Linked DNA regions of Mus musculus: all the other regions are linked to region 1. Evidence: chromatin contacts called from public promoter capture Hi-C and targeted proximity ligation data. All regions are on one chromosome and are shown on one strand. The core of a region is the stretch at or near the end of the contact, and the rest is flanking DNA. Distances in the headings are between cores, read along the strand shown.

Region 1 (3,404 bases), core at 660-3,159:
CTAGCACGTGCTGGGTTTGATCACCAGCACCATACGATCAGGACATGGTGATGCACACCTGTAATTCCAGCACTAAGGAGGTGGGAAGACCAGAAATTTGGCCATCTATTGAGTTGGAGGAGAGTTTGAGTTATATGAAACTCTGTAACTAACAAACAAAGGTACAAAAAAAAAAAAAAGAAAGGGGAAAAAAAACCCAACTGTGACAGCAAAGGTACACACATTTGTCAAAAATACACACAATTGCACTGACATTCCCAGCCCTTCCTTCCTTCCTTTCTGTCTATTTATCACTATTTCCTGTTTTCAGATAGGTTCTTACTATGCTGCCAGTCTGGTTAACATAGCTGGGCTAATAGATGTGAACACTCTACGCCCCCCTTTTATTGCCCACTCCCCATTCTGAGACAAGGTCTTGCTCTATATCTCATTAGCCTTAAGCCACTCTATAGCTTAGGATGACTTTGAACTTGCAGAAATCCTCTTGTTTCTGCCGGGAAAGATCTGGAATTACAGGCAGGAGCCACACCCCTGGGCTTTTGCTGTGTTGTTTCTCCAGGCTGGCTGATCAGCTGGGATTATAGAGGTAAACCAATGTGTCCTCCTTCCACTGTCCTAATTTCAAACTTCCATGGCAGTATGGATGGATTGGAGGACACTAAGTTCTGACAGCTAGGTCCTAGAGAAGGTGGGAGTGGGGCAGGGAGGAGAAAGTGGTCTGTTGACTGAGCGCTCACGGTACAACCTCTTGTCCCTTGTATAACCCTCAAGCAGGTTTTTCTAATCTCAGGAGGCCGCTTTCCTCCTCATTTCTGTGGGATTAATAATTCCTTTCTTAGTTTTTGCATTGTGAGTCAGAGACTCTGTTGAGGAAAAACTCGCTGGAGGGGTGGGTGGAATGCTGTGTTTTCTTTTACTGGGAAGGTGTATGCTTAGGAGTTGGGTTCTTGAGTCACACTGCCTGGCTTCAAACGCCAGCTTTTCTGGTCAACCAAAGCTTAATGTCTTTGAGCCTTGCTCAATGCCTCTTTTTTAAAGTATGGGAAGTAGCTTTTGGCAAAGTGACAGACACGTGGAGCTCTGGCAGAGAGAAAAGGGAGGAGGCTAGTGAGAGCAGCCGAGTCATAGAACCAAGATGATTGTTGTCGGTGCCACTCAAAGGTAGGCGCTTGTCCCAGTCCTCTGCCCACCATGGCCACACATAGACCTTGGGTGTTCTCGGAGGGGCTTGGGTATGAGCGGGTGCTAGAGCACCAGCAATGGGCGGAATCCGGGGAGGGCGGAGCCAAGCATAGTCCCACAAATCCTCAGATCTAAAAAAGACCAGAACATAACATTGTTCCGAGTTACTATCCTGAAGTGACCCCAACTGGGAGACTGGCCGCACGCCGCTGGACGTCGGGGGTGGAGGGGTAAAGTAAGTGACTTCGCCTTCAGGTACTACTCCAGTATCCCTCCTCCCTTTTTTCAGTCCCAGGTTTCTTCCTTCTGGACCCATTTTCCCTGAAGCACACACAGCTACACCAACCAAATGGCCTGCTGCGGCAAGTTTAGACAGCGTCGGACGTCGGGGCTCAGCGCTAACTAGCCCTGTGCCGGGTTTGCGCTCAGCCGCCGCCTGGGCTCAGGCTGGCTCACGGATAGGCTAGCTATCCAGGGACCAGCTTCAGCTTCAGGACCCTTCTCACGGTCCTCCTTGGCCCCGCCCCACCCCGCCCTCCCTTTGCCTATTGGCAGCCGCACGCGCGTCGGGGGTTGCCAGGGCGACGGGTCGCTAAGCTGCAAGTCAGCTCGAACTCCAGCCAGTCGGCCTCCGGCGGAGGCAGCGGGGGAGGCCGAAGGGCGGGTGGCCGAACGCGGTGCGGGGCGGCGGGGCCCAGGCGGGCGCCTCCTCTCGGCTCGGCACGGCCCCCCTCCCGGCACACAGGCAGGCCGGGGCGGGGGGCCCCCGAGGCCGGAGCGGCCCGGGCCCCGTCGGGGCGGCCAGGGCGTGGCGATGCCGGGTGGTGGCAGCGGCGTCCCGGGCCGGGGCCCGTGACCATGGGCATCGCAGAGTCCACGCCGGACGAGCTGCCGTCGGACGCCGAGGAGCAGCTGCGCAGCGGCGAGCAGCAGCTGGAGCTGAGCGGGCGGCGGTTGCGGCGGCTGCCTAGCGCCGTGTGCGCATTGAGCCGCTTGCAGAAGCTGTATGTGAGCGGCACCGGGCTGCGCGAGCTTCCCGAGGAGATCGAGGAGCTGCGCGAGCTGCGCATCCTGGCGCTCGACTTCAACAAGCTGGAGCGCCTGCCCGACGGCCTGTGTCGCCTACCGCGCCTCACGCGCCTCTACCTGGGCGGCAACCGTCTGCTGGCGCTGCCACCCGACTTTGCGCAGCTGCAGAGCCTGCGCTGCCTCTGGATCGAAGGCAACTTCCTGCGGCGCTTTCCGCGGCCGTTGTTGCGCCTGGTGGCGCTGCAATCGCTGCAGATGGGCGACAACCGGCTGCGCGCGCTGCCCGCCGAGCTGCCGCGCATGACCGGCTTGCGTGGCCTCTGGCTCTACGGCAATCGCTTCGAAGAGTTCCCGCCCGCGCTGTTGCGCATGGGCCGGCTGCACATCCTAGACCTCGACCGCAACCGCCTGGGCGGCTTCCCCGACCTGCACCCGCTTCGTGCGCTCCGAGTTTTCTCCTACGACCACAACCCAGTCACTGGACCCCCGCGGGTGGCAGACACCGTTTTCCTAGTGGGCGAGGGAGCCGTCGAGCGCATGGCTGAGCGCGACGAACCCATTCCGCGGCAGCCAGCCCGGCGTCCAACCCGGGCCTTTGATGATGAGGAGGAAGAAGACCTACTCATAGGAGGCGCAGGACCCAGGGCTCTGGGGCCCACCAGGGACAGCCTCCGAGCCTTGGAAGCTCCTCCAGGATTGGGCACCTGAGCCTCTTCCCTGAGTGATGGGTTGGCTACTCTGGAAGAAGGGACTCTGCGAGGTTGTGGTTGTTTGGATATACGGTGTTGCTGGGCCTCTTACTTGGGGCAGTGAAGGAGCATCATTGAATGAGCTGCCCGGCACAGGCAGGCCTGAGGCCATCTTCAGACAGTACTAGGCAGTAAGAAAGAGTCCCTGGGCTGACCTCTGGGCAGTTTTCAGACCAAGAAGTCTGGGATAGAGCCACTGATGGCACGACAGATGAACCGGTTCTCACCTGGAACCAGGGCCATCACTTATCCGTAGAATCATCCCTACTCTGACTCTGGATGTCAGGGCATCTATAACTTTCACTTGGGGTTTGGATCGCCTAGGCCTACCCTAGGAGACTGTATGGGGCAAACTCTCCATGTGTGTGTGTGTGTGTGTGTGTGTGTGTGTGTGTGTGTGTGTGTGTGTGTGTGTTGGGGGTGGGGCCGGGGGAGTTCTGGCCA
Region 2 (3,404 bases), core at 452-2,951, 250 kb before region 1:
TAATTAAAGCTGAGGACCCTGATTTCAGGGAAGACATGTGACATGCCCTTTGTGTGCTTGGGCCTAGCCACTATAGATAGAGTCCCTGCTGCTGGTTCTGTGAGCACTCAGGACTCAGCCACAACAGGCCCCAGTGGAGAGAGAGTCCCTGCAGCTGGTTCTGTGGGGTCCTTTTGGTTCATGTAGGCGTTCACCATCTTGGTGAAGAGGAGCTGAGGGACAAGCTCAGGTCTTGGCCAAGCAGCTGCCAAGGGCACAGCCATCCAGGAAGCCTTCCTACCTCACAGGGCCTAGGTCAGCTCTGCAAGGCTCGGGGCTAAGTTGGCAGAGGCAGTGAAACATACTGACTGCCTAGATTCAAATCCCATTCCAGGGCTAGAGAGATGCTCAGCTCTTAAAGGCTATGCTTGCAAATCCCAACTCCATCTCACTCTGGTGGGATGACCTCAGGCAAGCCCTCGGCCGGCTCCAGCCTTGTTTTCCTCATCTATAAAAATAGTAAGTTCAGGACATTTTTAATACTATGAAAATTATCACCAGGGTATACAATAAATATAAATACTCAAACATTTAGACTAACTACAGTACCTACACTTTTGCTTATTTGCTTATTATCATGTAAAAACATGCAAAGCACAGTGGCTACAATGGCTGCTGGCCCTCTCCGATTCTGGGTATCTAAGCATCCTTAGTATTCCAGCTGCCTCCCTCGTCCTCCTTTGAACAGAAGTATCAATCAGCAGGGGAGATGGCCAGAGTGCTTGTCTGTGGTCGGCTGTCCCTACCCAGCTTGGCTTTCTGCTCCTGGCACCGCTCCACAAGCTTCCGCAGCTCCTGGTATTTGTCTGAGAGGTTAGAGCGGCTGATTTCCAGGGGACCTTGGAACTCCAGGTTCTGCTCTGCCAGGCTCCGGTTCGTGGCCAGTGCCATCTCTCGTTCTAACTGCAGGTCCTGAACCTAAGGAAAGCAGGACAACTGACAATGAGCTTAACTGTAACTGGTCAGCCTCCAGCAGGGGGTGCTCCTGGACTCACTGCTCAGCTTGGCGCTCAGCCCTCAACCAGTCACAGAAGCCTGGGTTTAAAGGCTATGCAGGCATTGTGACCCAGGTACCTCACCACATCCTGATCCGGAGAGCCTGTGAGAATGACACATGGGAAACAGGCAGCAAGGCTAACCACCTAACCACGGCTTCCCAATAGACAAGTACCTGCAAGTGGTTCTGTGCTGTGCAGGCCACAGCTGAAGGAGACCACTCCAGTGGGAGGGATGAAACCCAGAGTCCCCACCATTAGCCCCAAGTGAAAAAGACACATGGACACACACACCATGCATGCATACACATGAGAGGCTGCTAGGGAGAATGAAGGTGACCCAGGCCAGACCAGAAGCTAGAAATATCTGAGGTCCCAAAGGTATTAGGGAGGGAGGCCCTGTAGCCCAAGCCACTGAGCAGGACAGATATCCCCGCCTCCCAGGTCAAACAGCCCACAGAGCTATAGATAGTCCCTCAATGCTGCCTGCTGAAAATGCTTCCCTAGCCAGCAAAATGGAGCCCTCATGCAGGCCCCTTGTTAACTGCCAGTCAGGCAGAAGCAGCCTTGGAACCTTGCCCAGCGGGCTACCATCTGCTTCACCGAAAGGAGAGCTGGAGACAGGGCCACCATCGCATCGCAGTACCACATGGCACCAGCAGAGGGGGCTCAGCACTGGCCACAGAAGTTAGGGAACAGGTCAGGGCCAGCTTCCACGGGGACCGAAGGGATCAACAACACAGAGCTTCTCCTTCCACCTTGGCCAGCATGTGGCACACCAGGCCAGATGGGCTCCCACTAGAACAGCCCCAGGAAGCCAGGGGGCATCCTGGACAAGGGGTTTCCAGAAGAGCCACCCTGCTCTGACCCCTGCTCAGGGCCTCGAGCCCTGTAGTTACAGCAGGCTGCAGCCTATTGGAAAGAGGAGTGCTGCCAGTTACCTCCTGCACAGACAAGGGAGTCCGGGCTCAGGGTTAGAACCCCTTTACCTGGACTGCCTGCTGTCCAGCCAGAAACGCCATTGAGCCCCTGGACAAGCTCACTGGCACAGGAGCAGAGAAACTGCTATGTGTGACTGTTAGCCAAGGTGGCTGGAGGACGGCTCAACAATTAAGAACGCATACTGCTCATCTAAAGAATCCGAGTTCAGTTCCCAGGACCCACGTCAAGTGGCTCACACCATCTGCCACTTCAGCTCCAGGGGATCTAACAGACTCTCTGGCCTCCAAAGGCACTGCACCAAACATGCACAAACCCACACCAGACATGCCTATACATATAACAAAAAATACAGTGTTAAAAAAGAAAAGGAAAGAAAACGCCAGGGACACTTGTGTGGCCACCTCTGAGTGTAGGGCCTGCCCTTCCTGGCCACACCCTTGGCATCCTTACCTGTCCACGGCTTTTCCCTGGGTCTGAAGCACTACATCTGTGCTGTGCCACCCTCTCCCTACCCTGGAGCCCATCTCTTACTAACACCCTATGAGGCCAGGAGAGCTGCACAGCTCCCTCTCTACAGAGATGAACACTCCCACCACCTTTCTCTTCTGCCAGCCCCACATGACACAATTACTGCCTTACAGCTATGACAGACAGACAGATAGACAGACAGACAGCTAAAGGCTTTCTGAGAGAGTAAGTAGCTTGCCTTACTTTGTTTCTGTCTGTCCCACAGTGAGTATTTTTTCCCCTCAGAGAATTCAACTCATTTGCTCAAACATGGCTACAGAGAAGGTTCAATCTGCCCTTGGCCAGGAAGCTGCATCCCTTACATCTCCGGGAGGTTGTGCTTTTCCATAGGGCTGAAGGCTTGCTCAGCTTGGAAGCAATGAACTCCCAAGAGCTGGGCTTGCTTTTGCTGAGCTCCACTCCCTTCAGGGACAAGACTAGGAACCCCTTACCATCCTGTTGCTCACTGTTGGCTGAAGAAATACTTAGGGCTAAAAAGATGGCTCAGTAAGCAAAGATGCTTGCTGCTAAGCCTGACTGACCTGAGTTTGAACCCTTGGCTCCAAATGGTAGGAGAGAACCAACTCCTGAAAGCTGTCCTTTGACCTCCACACTTGTGATGTGGCATTCATGCACAGATATGTGTGTGCACAGAGATAGGACACAATAAAAAGAGGAGACCCTTGGAGTTCAATGGCAAACATCCAGCAACACAAAATCTAAGATGCAGAGACAGCTATCAGTGACACTCTTGTTCTAGATTTCAAAAAGCCTACGTGACACTCAGGGAATTCTGGATTTCAGAATGTCTTGGAATTTGTGGGTTTTTTTATATTGTGGATATCTAACTAGTAAATCTATGCAAAACATTTCAAGGGCCAAGACGTAGGAAATCTGCAAAGCTTACACCCCAGGAACCTG
Region 3 (3,404 bases), core at 435-2,934, 230 kb before region 1:
AGTGTATGTGTTAAAAACAAACTCCTGGGGCGCCAGCCAGCTAACATCACAAGACTCTCCAGAGATGGGGGCTCTGCATTTTCAACCAGAATGACCGCAGATAATTCTTAAGCTCCAACATATTAGGGCAACTGAGGCGTCTGGAAGGCAGTATTAGAGTTAAAGACTCATTTGCTTTGTTAAAAAAAAAAAATCTAACAGCCACTCATTGGTTGATAGTAGCCAATTCTGTAAACGGGTCACCAGTCACTCAGAGGTGTTCTCTATATCCAGTAACCAGTGTAAAACACCCCCAAAACAGTACCCAGCAAGGACAGCCACACAAGCAATCAGAACTACTGCTTGGCAAAACAGCAACAGAAAACAGCCCCACTGAAGCACTCCATCATGTTTTCTACTTAATGGAAATTACAAAGGCACTGGGCCAGATTTCCAAGACAATCTTACGAAAAAGGCTTTTTTTTTTTTCTGGGCACTATGACTGCCAAGAACAAAGACTCATTTCAGAGTCCACCATTTCACCCAGCAGCCCTCAGTTCCACAATCCCCAGATCAGGGCCCTCCCTGGGCCCCAAGCAAAGAAGAGTCTTTCCCTTCTAAGTCCCTCTATCACCACCATTTCTAGCTGCAGGACTGACAGTCACTGAATGTGGAGTGGCACGCTATTGGTAGAGACACCTGGAAAATATGCAGGGAGCGATGAAGGAGCCCTGGTATCCGTGAAGTTTCTTGGCTCAAGGTGGCTAGCCCAAATCTGATTGACAAGGTATAGGCTGGACTCAAGAAATGTGACCCTGATGATAGTCCACTCTACCAGTAACTCAAACACATCTCTGGGAATGTCTTGGCCCACCAAAAAAAAGTGAAAGAACACCCCTAAACGGCTGTGAGGGGAGAAACAAAGCAGAACCAGGCACATGCTGGGACCATACACCTGGAAGGCCCAGAAGTAAGGATGGCTCAGCCATGCTGGACAGTTCAAGTCGGGGTCCAGAAGAAAGGGGAAGAACCCTTACCTATTGCTAACCTGGGGAATGATACAGGCCAGCAAGACAAAGGCCAGAGTCCCTCTAACTCCACTATATCGCAGGGGCAAGTCAGAATACACACAGGCCTCAGTTTCCCAATCCGTACAAGGGGCAAAGAGGCTCTTAATGACACAAAGGCCACAAGGTACTCCTACAGAGGGTGAAGGGTTGCGTGGCGTTAGCGGATAGGTGGGAGGGGGCGGGGCTGAGGCGACCGGCGAGGACAGCCTCCCACCGTCCATCCCTCCCACCCCACTGCAGGGGCGCAGGCCCGCGGGGAGTCACGCGCCCATCGCGCCCAATCGCCGGCTTCGGCCAGGAAACCCATCTCTGAGTTCGCCGGCAACGCCCCCGGCACGGTAGGCCGCTGCCCGCCGCCGCCCGAGACCTTCCCCAGCGGCGCTCACCTACCGGGGCCGCCGCTACCGCGGGCAATCAGCCGCTGCCCGCACTTCCGGGATCCACGAGCCCCGCCTCTACCGGATGTGACTTACTCCCGCGTCCAGCTGAGAACGAGCCGCACTGCCCCTCCGCCGCGCCCCGAGTGTCCTGCCTTGTAGGCCTAGGGGTGGCCACGATACCTGCACTCAGACGCTGGTGGCTTCAGGCGCCACACCCGCGGAAGGCCACTCGGCCCCGCCCGCGCGGGGGAAGGCACCACCCCTAGCCCCGCCCCCGCCGTAGGACTCCGCCCATTGCGAGTACGCCTGCGCAGACTTGCAGGCGTCCCTTCGTTTGCTCTGAATATCCTGAGACAAGCGTGGAACTTCCAAAGGGAGGCTCCAGATGGGCTCTTATTGCACCACGGTATCCCCGGCCTGCTGCGCACACTCCTTTTTATAGTTTGGCCTCAGGACTAGAATGGCTGCGGTCCTGAGTCCCCTTCAGACACTGCTAACAGCTCTGAGCTTTCCTAAAAAATCACCCTTTGTCAGGACCGTAGATTGCTCTTACTCGTCTGTAGATGAGTGTGTAAGCGTCAGACTTGATCCATCCTCACTCGCCCAGAGTGACAAGCCTCAGGAAGGGATGGAAACAAACCAGCCCTGAGAGGTGAACGCCATTCCACTTTGGCTGCAGTGGTTAGATTAGCTTCCAGCCTAAGAAAACCCTGCCACCCTTTGTTATACATTAGAACTTTTGTTGCTAGTGGCAGAGACCAGCACAAATTGGCCTCTTCAAAATGGTAATTGCTGGGTCATACAACGAGAAGTCCAAAGGCCCTAAGTGATACCAGGCTCAGTGTCAGAGGCCTCCACCTTCACTTGACTCTGACTTCTGTCCACCCAAAATGGATCTCACCTCAAAGAGAAGGAGAGAGCCAAGAAAGAGTGACCATGACATGGGACACAGGTTCAGGTTGCCTTAAATAACATGTTCCAATGTAAAAGTGCTTTTGTGAAGTCTGTACAGTAACAGAATAAGGCTACCCCAAGGCATTTTACAAATACATTGCTGGGACCATCAGGCCAGTGGGTAATGAGAAATTAGGGAAAATCTCTGTTTGGGTCTGAGGTGCTATTTGATTACATTTTAGCTTTGGGGTCTGCTGAGTTAGTGCATCCCAAAAGGTTTACCCGATAATCACATTGATATGAGGTAAGGCACAGAAGTGAGCAACATTTATTAAGGAGAATAACAATAATTATCAGTTAATTGGACCCTGTAACATCCCAGCTTTCCACAATCAAGAAGTTCTAATCAGTCAACAGAGTTGCAATTTTATTTATTTATTTATTTATTTATTTTTGAGGGGGGACTTCCATCTTGTAAGTTTCTCTTTTGGGTCATCGAATTTCATCAAGATCTCCCACTTTTTCTATTTCATATTCTAGATCTAAAATGATCATCATTGTCCCCATTGGTCAGAACTCCCTCCCCTTTACTACCTCATGGGGTCCCTGGGTACTCAGGTCTCAAGTCCCCTGTGCTGTCCTAGAACTCTCAAAGTAGTCAAGAGTAAGCTCTCACCTCTACCTGGCAAGTGCACAGTGTTATGCTGTGCTGGAGACACAACCCAGGCCCTGCACACACACACTCTCCCCTACCTCTAGCACAGCTACTACAAAAGGAATCAGGACAGACGACAGCTGTGCCTGCAGGTGACTTGCTTGAGGTGCTACCTTTGGGGGCCACCCAACATGATAGGGGTTCAATGCTGTTTGTTTTGCAAATACTTCATTTTGTAAGAACTCAAAGTCAGAGTGAGGACTGTTGACAGCCGCTTCCAGAAAGCCTGCTTGACACCATTTCTCCATGGTTGGGAGAGCCGGCCAGGCCAGTGAACCTGAATGTTTTTGTCCTTTCTCTTATGCTGTGTGAGTTGGGTTTTTTGGGTTTTTTGTTTGTTTGTTTTTAATTTTGAGCTGACAAGCA
Region 4 (3,404 bases), core at 368-2,867, 130 kb after region 1:
CCGAGTAGAGACTGTGGAGTAGAAAGATGTAGCTGAGGGCTAGAGAAGTGGCTTGCTTGCTTAGTAAGCCCTAAGCCTGAGGCTAAAGTTCCCAGAACCCATAACAAGTGTCTCACAACTACCTACAACCCAAGATTCAGGAGGTTGTGTAGCCTCCAGGGAGTCTATCTGGCCTCCAGGGGCTCCGTGTAACCCCCAGAGAATCTGTGTAGCCTCTAGGGATCTGTCTCTCCTTCAGGAGATCTGTCCAGCCTCCAGGTATCTGTCAGGATATCTGGGCATCTGAGCACATGTGGTTCACATATATGGAGACATGAACATACAAACACATATGTTTTAGTCAAATAAGTAGTTTTTAAAGAAGAAAGATATAGATGGGTTGGCAGGAAGAGGCTGAAGCTGTTACTGACTGCACAGTAGGCTTTCATATTGATTAGAACATTGACATTCATAAAAAGAGGCCAGACAATAAGATGTTTACAGTGAGACTCACCGGGGGCACAGAATGACAGCTTTGTTTCCTTTTTATGTTTTCTCATCTGCATGTTAGACTTTGAGGATAACAAACTTGTCTTAATTTTATTTTGAAACAAGATCTCAAACGCTCAGACTCCAGCAACCCTTGGCAGCCAACCCTGGGCTGCTGGATCGCTGAGACTACAGACTTTGTTCCATGCTGGGTCCTTTTATTTATTTTTTGTTACAGGAGATCAAACCCATGGCCTTTTTGATTTGAGGCAAGAGCTCTGCCACTGAGCTACACCCCAGTCCTTAAAAGGCTATTTTATTTACCAGTTGGGGGTGTGGCTTGATAAAGTGCTCATCCAGGATGCCCAAAGCCCTGGGTTCGATCCCTAGCTCTTCCAGTATAAACTGCCTGGTCTTGGGCAAGAGACTGCTTCTCCAGGCTTCAGTTAACCCCACCTTCCATGCTGTTGCTTTGTTGTTGTTGTTGTTCTTGTGGTGGCGGTGGCGGTGGTGGTGGTGGTGGTGGTGGTGGTGGTGGTGGTGGTGGTGGTGGTGGTAATTGAACACAGGGCTTTGAATTTGCTAAACAAGAGAGTTCTACCTCTGAGCTATCGCCCCAGTTTGTTAACGTCCCCATTACAAATGATGGTGAGTGCAGACTCTGACTCCCAGGACTCGTTGAAGGCTATATGAGTTGAAGGTGGGCCCCAGTGCCTGGTGACTAAGAGGTATGAACGTCATTTTTATTGGCCATTCACTATGTATATAATTGACTTGTGGATGGTGTAGTCCCAGTGCCTGGTGACTAAGAGGTATGAATGTCATTTTTATTGACCATTCACTATGTATATAATTGACTTGTGGATGGTGTGACTATGGAGAGGGGGAGATAGCCCAGCTTCCAAAAGTCTCACAGAGCACATCCTTTGTTCTGTTCAGCATCTATTGCCAAGCACATCTCGGGGAAGTCAGCAGCAGCCAGATACCTCCAGTTAGCTCTGCTCTGATGCTATGTCCCAGGACTCACTCACAAGGTCTTTCCACCCCCTTCCCAGACACTAGAAATTGGCCCCTACCCTCTGCTCTTTGTGGCTGCTATCATACACGTGGCTCAAAGAACAATTGCTGAATGAGTCCCAGTCAGCTCCTCAGAGGACTCTGGGAGATCTGCAAGGACGTCTTCTTGGTCACAATAGCTGTGTGCATCTGTGTGTGCACGAGTGTGACCTGTTTATATATAAACACGAAGTAATCTTTCATGCTTCTTATATACACAGAGTTTTCTGGGAACGAGACTATTGTGTATTCAGAGAGAAGATTGTCCTTTGTTTTGTTTGGCATCTTGCCAGGACTCGGTGCCTAATTCATGTCACTGGCAACAGGGCGGCTCGTGGTGTCTGAGTCAGCTTCACAGCCACCTGTGTCCACTGTCCTTGTGGCTGCTGTGGCCCTCACGGTTGCTTCTCTAGGAGCAAATGTGGGGCCATGAAATCCTATCTGCCTCTCAGAGTCAGTTTGCGTCCTGCGTCCTGAAGTTCGTATTATTTTATTATGAATCACTTTTTTTTTTCCTTCATGGTGTAGTTAGGATATTACATTGATTTTTTTTTCATTTGTTTAAAAGCATATGTGCACACAGGTGAGGTTATTTATGAATTTCATTTCTACTCAGAGAAGGGAACACTAGGAAATATTTGTCATAGGAGTCAGGTACCACCAGCCTGCAAACCCCCACTCCAGAGCCCACATTTGTATAATTCAGGAGACCCATTTCTGAATGGGCCTCAGCACCAGCCTTCAGCCAGGAGAAGGCTGTCGCTGAGACGAAATACTCAGCTGTTCACTCGCCTGTGGGATGTGGAATCTACCTCCATTGCTGTTCTGTTAAATGGAGCCTTTCCCTCTCCCCCAAGGGGTTTTTCCATGACTAGTCTTTTTGCCCACTCCTGCCAGTCAGTGTCTTTTCCAGACTCCCTCAGGTCTGGAAAAAAGCACCTATGTGGTCTAGCCAGGCTGTCCCCTCACGTGCTGCCACCCAGCTTCCTTGCCTGGGTGCAGAGGCCTCTTCTCTCTGGAATGTCCAGTCGGCATCTCTGCCAGCTCCCACCACCCACCTTCCCTTCACCGTGCTGTACCCATGACTTCCCATTCTGTTCTGGCATCTCCAAGATACTTCTAGAAAACTGTTCCCACTCAGGCCTGGAACTGGCCAGACAGAAGTGGCTGCCGGGGGGAAGGGGAGCAAAATGTTCTATTTGAAAGATTCCAGGGAAGAATCTCATCCCATCCAAGACAGATCCATTGTGAGACAGAGGGTAAGGTATCTCCCTACATACCTAGGCCAGGTGGGCTTTCGTGGTCCCGTCCTTGACCCTGACATTCAACTACACGGTCTCTGGCCCAGTGGGAATACCACAGGCTGCTTTGGGATAAATTAGTAGACACTTTGCACAAAGATAGGGCCAAACATGCCCAGAAGCTCCTCCCATAGACAGCTATCAGCAAAGTCACTTCTCTGCAGTAATGAGGACAGTGAGGTTGGGCATCCCTGGGACTCCGTGGATCCTCAGTGGAGGGAGGGCAGAGAGGTTGGCCTGGTATCAACTCAGATTAATGCTGATGGTGGTTTAGATAGCAATGGAGACTGAGGCTGAAGGAAATCTAGAGTTTCCTGTCTGGATCTGTGCAAAGGACTTGGTTGATTTAATATGACATTATAGCCTTGTGTAGTGGCAAACACTTGTAATTCCATCACTTGGGAGGTAGAGGCAGGAGAGTTGGGAACTCAGGGCCAGCTTTGACTACACAGTGCATTTAAAGCTAGCCTGAGTTACATGGTTCCCTGTCTCAAAATAGACAATAATTAATCAAATAGCAGCCCCCCTTGATATTTTTTTAAATATGGTTTTGTATGACCCAGGCTGGTCTTGAACGTG

What was found. Promoter capture Hi-C pulls out the DNA fragments that hold promoters and counts their contacts.
Region 2: a targeted proximity ligation map of pancreatic cancer cells shows a contact between it and region 1. A contact is called at or near these places in 1 of 39 promoter capture datasets (pre-B cells), 2 of 484 Hi-C or Micro-C datasets (the G1E-ER4 cell line and the N1E-115 cell line) and 1 of 130 datasets of targeted methods (pancreatic cancer cells).
Region 3: a contact with region 1 is called in a promoter capture Hi-C map of pre-B cells. A contact is called at or near these places in 2 of 39 promoter capture datasets (embryonic stem cells and pre-B cells) and 1 of 9 other capture datasets (liver).
Region 4: a promoter capture Hi-C map of neural stem cells shows a contact between it and region 1. A contact is called at or near these places in 14 of 39 promoter capture datasets (the 3T3-L1 cell line, cranial neural crest, embryonic stem cells and 7 more), 26 of 484 Hi-C or Micro-C datasets (the N1E-115 cell line, bone marrow-derived macrophages, brain and 17 more), 15 of 130 datasets of targeted methods (the NIH/3T3 cell line, astrocytes, embryonic fibroblasts and 9 more) and 3 of 9 other capture datasets (adipose tissue, embryonic stem cells and pancreatic islet).

The regions. Positions count from the first base shown.
Region 1 is chr19:10,455,952-10,459,355 of GRCm38.p6, reverse strand. Lrrc10b (leucine rich repeat containing 10B) reads left to right here and starts at 1,909. Exons shown (of 1, transcript NM_001111140.2): 1 at 1,909-3,404. The coding sequence starts at 2,041. The coding sequence ends at 2,919.
Region 2 is chr19:10,707,823-10,711,226 of GRCm38.p6, reverse strand. Vps37c (vacuolar protein sorting 37C) reads right to left here. Exons shown (of 5, transcript NM_181403.3): 3 at 786-957. Among named protein-coding and RNA genes, the nearest start is that of Vps37c, 21 kb to the right of the region's middle.
Region 3 is chr19:10,687,015-10,690,418 of GRCm38.p6, reverse strand. Vps37c (vacuolar protein sorting 37C) reads right to left here and starts at 1,684. Exons shown (of 5, transcript NM_181403.3): 1 at 1,440-1,684.
Region 4 is chr19:10,321,899-10,325,302 of GRCm38.p6, reverse strand. No RefSeq gene overlaps it. Among named protein-coding and RNA genes, the nearest start is that of Dagla, 19 kb to the right of the region's middle.